Linked DNA regions of Mus musculus: all the other regions are linked to region 1. A link is a contact called in public promoter capture Hi-C data. All regions are on one chromosome and are shown on one strand. Each heading gives the region's core, a stretch centred on a gene start, on an enhancer-like site or on the middle of the called end of the contact. The rest is flanking DNA. Distances are from core to core; before and after follow the strand shown.

Evidence for each region. Promoter capture Hi-C pulls out the DNA fragments that hold promoters and counts their contacts. Capture Hi-C pulls out chosen DNA fragments and counts their contacts.
Region 2: a contact with region 1 is called in a promoter capture Hi-C map of embryonic stem cells. The contact joins the promoter of 2310001K24Rik here to the promoter of Rims4 in region 1. A contact is called at or near these places in 3 of 39 promoter capture datasets (the C10 cell line, embryonic stem cells and pre-B cells).
Region 3: a promoter capture Hi-C map of liver shows a contact between it and region 1. The contact joins the promoter of Wfdc12 here to the promoter of Rims4 in region 1. A contact is called at or near these places in 4 of 39 promoter capture datasets (the C10 cell line, hippocampal neurons, liver and 1 more) and 2 of 9 other capture datasets (adipose tissue and liver).
Region 4: a promoter capture Hi-C map of embryonic stem cells shows a contact between it and region 1. The contact joins the promoter of Serinc3 here to the promoter of Rims4 in region 1. A contact is called at or near these places in 3 of 39 promoter capture datasets (embryonic stem cells and hippocampal neurons), 1 of 115 datasets of contacts at active chromatin or transcription factors (embryonic stem cells) and 1 of 9 other capture datasets (pancreatic islet).

What each region holds. Positions count from the first base shown.
Region 1 is chr2:163,917,586-163,920,384 of GRCm38.p6, reverse strand. It overlaps Rims4 (regulating synaptic membrane exocytosis 4), which reads left to right and starts at 1,412. Exons shown (of 6, transcript NM_183023.2): 1 at 1,412-1,798. The coding sequence starts at 1,702. Gm35886 (a long non-coding RNA gene) reads right to left here and starts at 1,318. Exons shown (of 3, transcript XR_375201.3): 1 at 191-1,318.
Region 2 is chr2:163,471,183-163,473,981 of GRCm38.p6, reverse strand. It overlaps 2310001K24Rik (RIKEN cDNA 2310001K24 gene), which reads right to left and starts at 1,437. Exons shown (of 1, transcript NR_028122.1): 1 at 979-1,437. It overlaps Fitm2 (fat storage-inducing transmembrane protein 2), which reads left to right and starts at 1,353. Exons shown (of 2, transcript NM_173397.4): 1 at 1,353-1,579. The coding sequence starts at 1,407.
Region 3 is chr2:164,189,145-164,191,943 of GRCm38.p6, reverse strand. Wfdc12 (WAP four-disulfide core domain 12) reads left to right here and starts at 1,386. Exons shown (of 3, transcript NM_138684.2): 1 at 1,386-1,506; 2 at 1,658-1,808; 3 at 2,261-2,713. The coding sequence starts at 1,425. The coding sequence ends at 2,285. A730032A03Rik (a long non-coding RNA gene) reads right to left here. Exons shown (of 4, transcript XR_003954086.1): 3 at 1,632-1,782.
Region 4 is chr2:163,643,690-163,646,488 of GRCm38.p6, reverse strand. It overlaps Serinc3 (serine incorporator 3), which reads left to right and starts at 1,346. Exons shown (of 10, transcript NM_012032.4): 1 at 1,346-1,491. The coding sequence starts at 1,453. 0610039K10Rik (RIKEN cDNA 0610039K10 gene) reads right to left here and starts at 1,639. Exons shown (of 1, transcript NR_028113.1): 1 at 689-1,639.

The DNA.
Region 1 (2,799 bases), core at 163-2,662:
ATCATGGAATCCGACTCTTCTCCAAAGCCGGCAGTGACAAGCCACCCCTCGCTAATACTTTGTAACATTCTAAGCAGAGAACCCAGCTCAGCTGCACAGACTTACAATCTAGACAGATTGCACACTAATAAAGGTCTGTTGCTTTTAAGCCTCTTGGTTGGCTATGAATGAACAGAAAATAAATACTCACAACCATCCAAAACAGAGGGTTCCTGCTGTCATCGCTCCGATGAAGAAGTAGGTTAGTGAGATGGAGGGGCTCCCTCTAGGTCCCTCGGAAAGGAGGGACTGAGCAGTCCTTTCCTGAGGCCATTTCAGAGGGCTGCTTCACGGGAGGGGGAGAGCAATTAGAAAGGATTGCTGCTTCTGCTGGTAGAGTGGACCTCTGGTCATTCAGGTTTGGAGGGCAGAGGAGGTTTGCAATTGAGTGTATCTCTTTATACCCAGGCTCTGATAATCTGTCCCTATGGGTGTGAATCGGGGGACCATGGGCATCAGGATGTGTCTGAGAGTGTGTGCCAGTGTAAGCCTGCAGCAATGTCTCAGGATCTTGAGTCTGAGGGTGTCTGTGCACCAGAATGAATCCATCCCTGTGAGTGACTCAGTCTGTACGGCTGTGTCTATAGGTATGAGTGTTCTGAGGGTGACTGTCCCAGTTTTGGGGACAGATCACTACAGGAGGAGGGGTGCTAATGTTCCCTCTCTGTGAGAGACTCCCAGGATATGTCTGCAAGCAAGTGTGGGTGCACGAAAAGGTGTGTGTCTGTCCAAACTTCTGTGGGGTTTGTGGGGTCTGAGGGTCTCCAATATGTGGGAGGACATGTCCTGCCCGCCTGTTGCTCCCTGTGACTCTGCAGGTCTCTGTGTACCCTCTGAAGTTGCCAGTGGGTATATCTGCTCCTATGTCAGAAAGAGTCACTGTGTGTCTATAGAGTGTCTGTCTGTTCAGGTATCCGTGAAGGTGTTTGTCCAGGTGTCCCTCTGTCCCCGAGTGTGAGGGAGTCCGAGATCTCTCTTGCCGAGCGAATACATCCTTGTGGGTGCTTGTGGGTGAATGCAGGTTTCTTGGATTTCTTGGACTGTGTCCCTCTGGGAGCCTCAGGGTATCTGGGTGAGGCCTGCATGAATCGGGGTTACTGGACACCTGCCTCTGGAGTGAGTCTGAGGACTCACAGTCACGGGTCAGAGCGGGCACCGGAGGTTCAGCCGCAGCAGCCGGGCGCAGACAGCCTTGCGGCGGGCTCGTGCACCTGCCCGGTTGGCAGCGGCGGCAGCGGTGGCGGCGCAGCCCGCACCCTCGCGGCTCCCAAGCCCCGCCCGCGGCGCCCCCTCCCCCGGGCCTCGGCGATTGGCTGCGGAGCTCGGCTGCGGCCCGCCCCGCGCGGCAAGCAGGCTGGGGACGCCGCGGGCCAGAGCGCGCTGCGCCGCCGCCGCCACCACCACCACCACCGCCACCACCGCCGCCACCGCCACTGCCTCCGCCACCGCCGCCGCCACCGCCGCGAGCACCTCGCGTCTCGGGCTCCACGCGCCGCCAGTGTCCGGCCCTCTGCGCCCGGCCACCAGCCCCGCCGCCTGCCCGCGGAGCCCCGGGCCGCCGCCACCACGCCGCGCGCCGTACTCCGCGTCAAGAATGGGGCGGCCAAGCTGCCCAAGCCGCCCGCCGCCGCCGCGGCCGAGGCTCCTGGCGCGGGCGCGGGCATGGAGCGCTCGCAGAGCCGCCTCAGCCTGTCCGCCTCCTTCGAGGCGCTCGCCATCTACTTCCCGTGCATGAACTCCTTCGATGATGAGGACGCAGGTGAGCGCGCTGCGGTCCACCCACCCCGGGGGGTTGTCTCCCGGTCCAGAAGCCAGGGACCCTCGGGGACCCGGAGCGCCCGAGAGAGGCGGCCACTGTCTCCGCTGCACTCTCGGTCCCACTCGGATAGATACCCAGGGGCCCCTCCCACTCCCTCAAGACCCCAGGAGTCTAGGAGGAGCTCTGGTCCTGTCCCCCCTCCTGCGCCCCAGGGACCCCTTGAGCATCTGCACTCGTCCTTCTTGCGCAAGTGGGCCCTTGGGTCGCCTGGACCCAAGTCTCCCTATTTATATGCACCTGCAGGATTCCCCCGCGACCCCCTCCCTGACTTGTTTCTCAACAGGATTTGCCACTACCCAAGTCTGGTATATGCCCCCTAGTCAGATTTCGGGTTTTAGGCCGCTTCACCCCTGGTCTTCCGACGTACCCCTGGTCGTTGGAAGCGGCGCATAGACCTGACCTCTCCGAGGTCTTTGTCTTAGCTGCATCCAGAGGCTCCCTGCCCAAGACCCCCTTGTTCAAAGGCCAAAGCCTTGAGTGTCCCGATTTGTTTCTCCATTCCCTTCCCCCACAGGCTGGGGCTCCAGACTCTTGTCAGATTCTGGGGAGCCGCACATAACTGGTCCGGGGTCTGCTGGTCTTTCCTCCCCAAGGAGGTGCAAGGCAGTGTAAGTGCTAACTACAGCAGTGCTACCCTTCAGTGTGTGCCCCTGACTTCAGGTGTTCTTGTCCCTGGAGTGGCCTTTCTGGGTGGGCTGAACCCAGCTGTGGACCTGCAACTCGAACCTGCTTCTAGGCCTGGACACACACACACACACACACACACACACACCACAAAAAAACTGGTAGCCACAGTCCAGGGGTAGAGAGGAAACCAGCTCGTGGATACTGGGACCAGGCAGAGGGTACAGAGAGCAGTGAGTTTGGTTTGGGGTAAAGAAGAAAATCCAACAACAGGTGGGGGTACCTAGAAGGTTTGGGTGAGAGTTCCCCCAAAGAGT
Region 2 (2,799 bases), core at 188-2,687, 450 kb after region 1:
GGTGATGACAGAACACAGGCCTGATTTGTAGCACTTGCCAATTTCCTTAGTGCAAATACTTCTATTGTGGCTGATTTCAAGCTTCCTGTGTGATATCACAGAAGGGAGAAGAGAGCACAGAGGTGTTCCCGGGAGGCACAATGGATACAGGTAGGCTCAGGCATAGATAAACCAGATGTGATGGGACATGCTTGTAATCCCAGCACCCAAGAGGGAGGCTGAGACAGGAAGACAACACAGGTTCAAAACCAGCCCTCTCTATAAAGTGAGTTCCAGGCCAGCCAGGGTCACGTAAGAGATCCTGTTTCAAAATAGACAAACAAGAACATAAATAATAATAGAACATAGTAAAATAATTAGAAAGTGATGGGTTTGAGTTTTCACCTTGATTTTAAAGTGCTAATCTATAAACTACAGTCACTAAGGAATAACTCATGGTTGGGAAGCCCTGACTTTGACACCTAACATTACGGGCTAGGAGCTTAGCTAAGGGACAAAACTGAGTGACTGAGTCACCAGTACCTCATGTGAGCTCTGCAAACCTTGGGAGCCCAAGATGTTCAGTCAACAACACAGTTGATTCATCCTTTTTTTTTTCAGCTGATTCATTCTTACATTTATTTACTTATCTATTTATCTGTATTTATTTATTTATTTAGTGTGTGTGTGTGTGTGAGAGAGAGAGAAAGAGAGAGAGAGAGAGCAACTTATGGGAGTTGCCTTCCACAATGTGGAGAGAGCAACTTATGGGAGTTGCCTTCCACAATGTGGATCCCAAGGACTGAATCCAGGTTATTTGGTTTGGCAACAAGTGCCCTTACTTGTCTCAAAACCCGAAGTGGCACATGACTTTAATCTCAGTACTCTGGAGGTCAAGTTTAGGGGATCTCTGAGTTCGAGGCCACCCTGGTTATACAGAATGAGTTCCAAGTCAGCCAGGTCTACTTGGAGAAACCCAGTCTGAAAACAAAACAAGTAAATAAGATTTAAATTTATTAATGACTTTGCAAAGAAATTTCATCTGAAAAACCCTATAACTGACCCAATATACGGAACTCCCAAACTAGCTCTTAAGAAAGGTGGGTCTCTTGTTTGTTTTGCAGATAAAGAAAGCGAGAATCCCATCCCACAAACATGAGGGGAGCAGGTTGCCCAGGCAAAGAGCAGCCTGCAGTGATCTCAGCCAGTAGCTTGGGGGCGATGAGTGGAAGCGGCGCAGGTAAATGCAGACCTGCACTCTGCAGAGACCCATCAAGGCCACTAGAGGGAGACACGCCCTCTAGGGGGCGGAGCTTGCAGGAAGCGCGCATGCGCCCAGAGGGGATGTGGTGGTGCCAGCTCGGGCGAAGGGTAAGACGGTGGCCGAGAAGGCTCTGGAAGGCGGACGGTAGCCGAGAAGGACCGGCATGGAGCACCTGGAGCGCTGCGCGTGGTTTCTCCGCGGGACGCTGGTGAGGGCGACGGTGCGGCGCCACCTGCCCTGGGCGCTGGTGGCCGCCATGCTGGCGGGCTCGGTCGTCAAGGAGCTGTCCCCGCTGCCCGAGAGCTACCTCAGCAACAAGCGCAACGTCCTCAACGTGTGAGTGCATCGGGCTCCGGGCCCCCGCGCCCCAAGAAGCCAGTTGGATGCTGGGGCAGGCGAGTCATCGGGAGGGAGCCCTGTCTTGACAGGCGCGTCCGCGCGCGTGTCGCGACACTGGGACCCTGGGAAAGCAAGTGACATTCGCGCCTAGTATGTGAGCATTCCGATAGGAGGATCGAGTCGGTGACGGGTGGGTTATAAGTGACAGTGGGTACATTGGAGCGGCTATTCCCCCGCCCCCAGAGTTAGGCGCTTGCCCCTGTCCTGTTCAGGGAGATGTCACCTTCCTCTTGCCGGCTAGTCAGACACCCCTCTCTTAACCACTGTGGCAAAAATCCCACCGTTGACTTAAAGAACCACCTCTAGACCCACCCACCACCCCAAGAGCTTTTGCCATCCCTGCCCCATGTTAGTAGAAGCAAGCGTGAAACCTTTCACTCTGGTGACCTTTCTCCTGGATCTCCTTGGACTTTCTCAGTACTCTAAAGTGCATGGCAGTCACCCAGGAAAACAACCCCAGCCGATCTCGTTGGGACATCTCTCAAACTCCACTTATTTCTTTCCTAGTCCTTTAGAAACACTTACATCGTAAGTTTATTGCACAACACTCCGTTGGAGCTAGACAGGGAGTTTGGAAGATGAAATTGCTCCATCCATGTGAGCTTAATGCTTCAGACTAGTGAGTGTCTCCAGCTTGTGGACAATCTGCCTCTCTTGTTAATCTACTTCAAACCCGGTTTTCTCTTTTGGGCAACTGAGTCAGGTTTCTGACAGACCTTGGTTTTAACGAGGCTTTCCTTGTCAAGCCTGTGAAGGTTTTAGTAATGGGCCCTTTGGTGGCGTCTGAGAAACTACTGGAACCTAGGGAAGAAGAGCCCTGTCCTTGGCCCACCTTCATCCTTCCCCACTCGTAGTGGCTGGTCTAAGAATAGAGTGTAAGGGTGGTAGTTGTTCCAGATCTCTTTGGTGGGTGTTTTCTGCCCAGATCTCCAGGTCAGCCACCTTTCATGAGCTCAGAGGAGGCAGACATGGCAGATGTTGCTGTATCTGGCCTAATGAACCAGGAGCCCAGCAGCCTGGCACGCCAATTGTTTAGGGGTAGCCATGGATTCTAATGTTTTGTTCCAAGACATGATGCTGATTAATGGGAGGGAACTGGCAGTGACTCACTGGATCTGGAAGAGATTTTAAAAACGGTTTGGTGCCTTTGGCTTTTC
Region 3 (2,799 bases), core at 137-2,636, 270 kb before region 1:
CAGGGCCAAGGTCTGCTTCCACCTGTGGTGTGTAGGGGTGATGAAGTGGAAACTTAAGGGCTCTTTGGAGAGTCAGTTATGTTAGATGGTGTTTTGCTGGGGCAAACACATGAAGTGTTTTCCTGAAGTGGCCACAGGTAAAAAGCGGAGGCAGACTCATGTAGAAACATTTCGCTGAAGCAGACACCAGTGAAAGGATGGTCTGCTAAAGCAAGCACGTGAAAGGATATGTGATGGATTCTTCCCTAATGAAACACGGGTATTGGTCCGTCTTACATTGTGTAGTTGACCTGCATTTGCTGGGACTTCCATAGAGAGAAATGCACCAAAAAACTTTTGGTGGTGTGCTGTGGCTTGTTTCAGCTTCTTTCACTTCTGCAGATTCTGGATAATTGGCAGCTTGATGCCAGCTTAGACAGACTCATGTGCTGCGGGGAGACATGTGTGGAGGAAGTATAAAGTAGGCTCGACCAGCAATGGGAGGGAGTTTGGCTTGCTTACATAGCTAAATGCTTGGTGGTCTTGCATCTTTGCTGATCTTTGCTAACCTTTGCTTGGCTGATTGGAACTTCTCCTGGCGTTCCTCCTCGTCCCTCCTGCTGACTTGTGCCGAGGCCGAAGCCTGCCTGTCTCTGCTAGGTAGTCACACTGCTGCTGATTCGTGTTAGCTATCCTGATTCTACCGAACTGGATGGCTGGTGTAGCCATGAAGTGTTTGGGAGTGGATCGAGCCGCTGCTGACTCCTGTGCACTGAACTGCTGATTTCCTGACGGTGCAGATAGGAGTTGCTCCCAAGAACCCTTTCTAAACAGGTCCACTTCCCCCGTATCCTTTCTTTTCCACTACTTCTGGTGGGCAGTGGGCTAGAAAGGAAGTTAAAGTGTTTAAGAACCATCATTAAAAATAGGCTTTAAAAACATTAAAGTAACGGGGTGGCGTGGTTTGGAGCACATAGTGACAGAGCCCTCCTTGGGGTGAGGAAAAAGCTGAGGACCAGTTCAGATATGACAGGAAGAAGTAAGACCTCTGTCTAGGGCGGGCCACCCCGAAAGAGGGCTCAATAGTGAACATCAGATTTGAAGAAAATGGGTCCTGCCACGTGCCGCCAGGCTGTGTGTCCTAGGGTGCCCTTTGTGCAGAGACTTCTTGTGCAAACAGAGGATCTCACAGTTAGGAAATCTTGGAAGGACCCCAAGTCCCTCCCTCAAAATGGTGGCCATTTCTGACAGGGCTTGGAAAGCACAGGCTTCCCCTGTCATCAGCAAACCTTCAGCCCTGCCCATTGCCACGCCCAGCAGAAACAGTAGAAAGCCAGCCTCAGCCTCAGCCTCAGCACCAGCACCAGCACCAGCCTCGGCACCAGCACCAGCACCAGCCTCGGCACCAGCACCAGCACCAGCCTCAGTCTCAGCCTCACAGCAACATGTGGCCAAACAGTATCTTGGTCCTCATGACGCTCCTTATTTCCTCTACTCTGGTAACGGGAGGTGGAGTCAAAGGCGAGGGTAAGTGGGTACAGGCGAGCTGCCTAGAGCTGGGATGGGAACTCCCAGATTATAGGAAGGGATGGAGTGCCCACCCACACACCCCCCCTGCCGATACCACCCCACCCCTTACCCCCACCACTCACCTTGTGCCTTCTTCCACCAAATAAAGAGAAAAGAGTTTGCCCGCCCGACTACGTCCGCTGCATCAGGCAAGATGATCCCCAGTGTTACAGTGACAATGACTGTGGAGATCAGGAGATATGCTGCTTCTGGCAATGTGGCTTCAAATGCGTGCTGCCGGTGAAAGACAACAGTGAAGAGTAAGTAGCTCCCAGTGCTGTGCGCGGCCCTCCCACCTCCCCAGTCTCTGTCTCCTGGAAGCATGGAAGAGCGAGCGATTCTTGGAGTCAAGGGGCAGAGAGACTGGGGTGAGCTTATGGGATCTCAGAGACCAGAGGCCTTGACCGTCTCCTTTGTACAAAGGGGAAGGCGTGACAGGGATGTCAACCAAGCAGAATCAGGTGAAAGCCCCTGGGCTTTCCCTCCTCCCAGGACTGCTCACACAAGTCCCACTCTGTCCTTTCCTCCTCTAAACTTGCTGTCACCTAGCACCTGCCCCGGGGGTCCACAGGCTTAAAGTATGGGAGAAACGGGCAGCCCGTGGGCAACCTGGTCTCCGAGTCCTTGTGTGCAAAAGAAGGAACAGCCTATCCATCCAGCCTGTCCCCAGTGTGAGCATCCCTCTTCAGCGGGTTCTCCTCCTCTTTTGTAGACAGATCCCTCAGAGTAAGGTGTGATATCTCATAAAAATGGCCTCAGAGGACTGCTTCCACCGTGGAAGGACACAGCAAGAAGATACAAAGACCAGAAACCAGGCCTTTCCAGATACTGGATCTCTGGGCACCTTGATCTTGGACTCCCCAACCTCCAGAACTCTGAGAAATAAATGTTGTTTATAGGCCATTCAGTCTATGGTAATTTGTTACAGTGGTCCAAATAGACTAATACAACTTAATAGTTTAAAAAAAAATCCTTGTTCAATATTATGTGTGTGTGTATGTGTGTGTGTGTGTGTGTATGTTTGTTTGTGTGTTTGTGTGTGTATGTATATGTATGTACATATACATGCATGAATAATTCTGGAAATATACATTTTTTTGGAAAAACTATTAAACTTTATTATATGACATTTTTTACAAATCTGAATAAATAGGATAAAATTGTCCATAATACGATTTTTTTAAAAAAAGATATGCCTTTACAGCTGGCCAAAGGTAAAACAAAGTGACTCTGGAGTTGTGAATTATTTAT
Region 4 (2,799 bases), core at 97-2,596, 270 kb after region 1:
CTGTCCTGGAACTCACTCTGTAGACCAGGCTGGCCTCAAACTCAGAAATCCTCCTGCCCCTGCCTCCCAAGTGCTGGGATTAAAGGCGTGCACCACCACCGCCTGGCTGGGATCTGTACATTTTTAAGGGATGGGAACCCAAAGCAGGGGGTAGTGGGGAGCCTCAGTATTATCTAATTGTATTTTGATATTATGGGTACCTATTGGAGACTGGGCTGTATCCTGGGCACCTGGCTTCAAGGTCATTAATTCAGCTCTTGGAGTCAAGTCTTCTGGACTCTGGCCCGGAATTTTAGAATGATAAGGGAACAGAGGAGTGGGCGAGCTGCATGTAGTCAATTAGTGCATAACAGGCAATGGTTATAGGTTTTTATAACTTATGCATGTTGGCTCAGATAACAGTAGTTTCTATATTCTTTACTGGTTAACAGACAAGAAAACATTTGGACAAGTGGGGTAGGCATTCGGAGCAGGACCTTGTTTGGCCCGGCCTTCAAGGAGGGGAAGTTGTCCCTGAAATATCTGGACTCAGACAATTGTTTTCAACCGAGGTTGCTGAGCTGTTGGTAAAGTCCCCAGCTCCCCCAGGGCCTGAGACCTTGAATTTAGAAAACGAAAACGGTAGTACTTAGCATAAGTTTCTTTTGCTTGTTCCCAACAAAATGAGGACATGACTGCTCCAAGGTATGGCTGAGGAGAAAATTTTTATTATAGATATGAGAACGAGTACAGCCAGAGGCATCGGGAAGAGTCTAGGACAGGGAAAGTAGTGAGCTGAACCTGGCCAGCAGACTGACCCCCGCGGAGGGAGGGGGCAGGGGGAAAGGGGGGCAGGGGAAAAGAGGAAGGGGGAAAGGGGAAGGGGAGACAAGGCTGGAGAAGTTTCCGGTAGGGTGTGGGGTAAGAAGAGTGGCTTTTTTGTTCGTCTGAAACTCTATGTAGCACAGGATAGTTTTGAACTCCTGATCCTCCAGCCTCATCCTCTTTAGTTCTGGGATTACAGATGCTAACTGATTATTGAATGGCCCAACATAGCCTGTTTGCCTCTGAGTTTGCCAACATTCCATCTCTCAATAATCACAAAGTACTGCCCAGCCACGACTTAACAGTCTGTAGGATCTTTATTTAATTCGGATGTAGCTTCTTCCGAGGATAAGTGCAGTTCGTAGGGAACATGCTGTCTTTCTGCACCTTTATGTTGCCTCTGACCACCAGCGCCCCAAGCGAGCCCGGAGTTGTATGCCACGAACCCTCTACGTCCTCTGCCACCCCAGCAGTCTTAGGCTCCGCCTTCTCCCCCTCCGTGGGCGGGGCCACCCAATGACGTAAACTGGGCGTCCTGCGAAGGGCGGGCCCTGTTTCCGGCTTGAGGATCCGTCGCGTTTCTGAGGCGACGCCTCAGTCAGCAGTTAGGATCCGCTCGGAGCGGTCGGTCTCGGCCCCGGCGTCACCATGGGGGCCGTCCTCGGCGTCTTCTCCCTCGCCAGCTGGGTGAGTCCCGAGGCCTCGGCCGTCCGGGGCCTGAGGCGCGCAGGGGGTGGGTGTCGGGCCGCCCGAGGCGGACCCTCCACTCTCTGAGGCTAACAGAGAGGAGCGGGCAGGCCCAGGGTCCAGGCCCGGTAGCCGTCGTCCCGGAGTCGGGGTGCGGCGGCTCGGCTGGCTCTCGCTGTGGGCGGAGGGTCGCGGGAGGCCGGACCGCCATTGTTTACAATTTCGACGCCCCGCCCCCGCCAGCCTTCCGGACCCAGGGTTCCCGCGGCCAGGCGACGCCGAGGTTCCACGGCGCGGGTTCCTGAGTGGCTAGAGGATGGCGTCAGGGAATTTAGGGCCACTGTAGTCATTTTTCTTCATAGTTCGGCATATGCCAGCGCTACTGAGTGGGGTTGGGAGCGGGGCTTTTAAGTCAGCCCTGCTGCAGGTCGCGAGCAAAAGGCGTTTAATTAGAAGCCCCGCGGCCTAAATATTTTCGAATTAAACACCCTAGCATTCCTCTCCTCCAGAACTGTTGTGAGGATAAAGTAAAGAAATTAGTCCGATTCCCCTTGTCAATGGTAAAACGTTTTTAGAAGTTAATTTTAGGATCTCTTTAACCTAAGGAATAATCTAACAAATCTGCCTCAGAGGAACTTGGTAGCTTGAACCACAGTGCCTAATTGTTTTCTCCTTCCCGAGCTGATGTAATGAACCAAGGACTCAGGCTCTGCTCATGTCAATGGCATGTCTCAGGGCAGAAGTAATGTCGAAGATATCTTGTATATTTTTCTCCTCCTGGTTTAAAACCATAATTTGAAAATATCCTATCCAGGTGTTCATATCTAGAAACTCCTTGCATATATTGTTAATTCAGTTTTTACCCAGTAGGGGGTTAGGATACCAGAGTGGAATGAGAGAAGAGTACGAAATTAAAGGCTGTGGAGGGCCATGGCAGATCATTTGTTATTTGTTTTGAGACCCTGTCTCAAAACAGGGAGGTGCAAATTACAGTTTATGGGTAGGTTTTTAGAGGCTGTGGGTTTAGTCTCCAATTGCCACTATCCACCCCCATCTCCCATCCCACGCCAAAAAAGGGGGACAGAATATCAGGGAGCCAAATCATGCAGATACCCACTGTATGCCTTTATTTTTTAGGCAATCTCTTTGGTCATTCTGGGTGTTTAAGATTGCACCCAGGACCTTGTTTGTCCAAAGCTTATCTCTGAGAGCTCCTCCAGCTACACCTCCAGTCCAGTCTGGATTAAAGATTTCAAAGGACTTTTGTACGTGTTTAATTTTTGCCTTATTGAGATAGGTCACCAGATC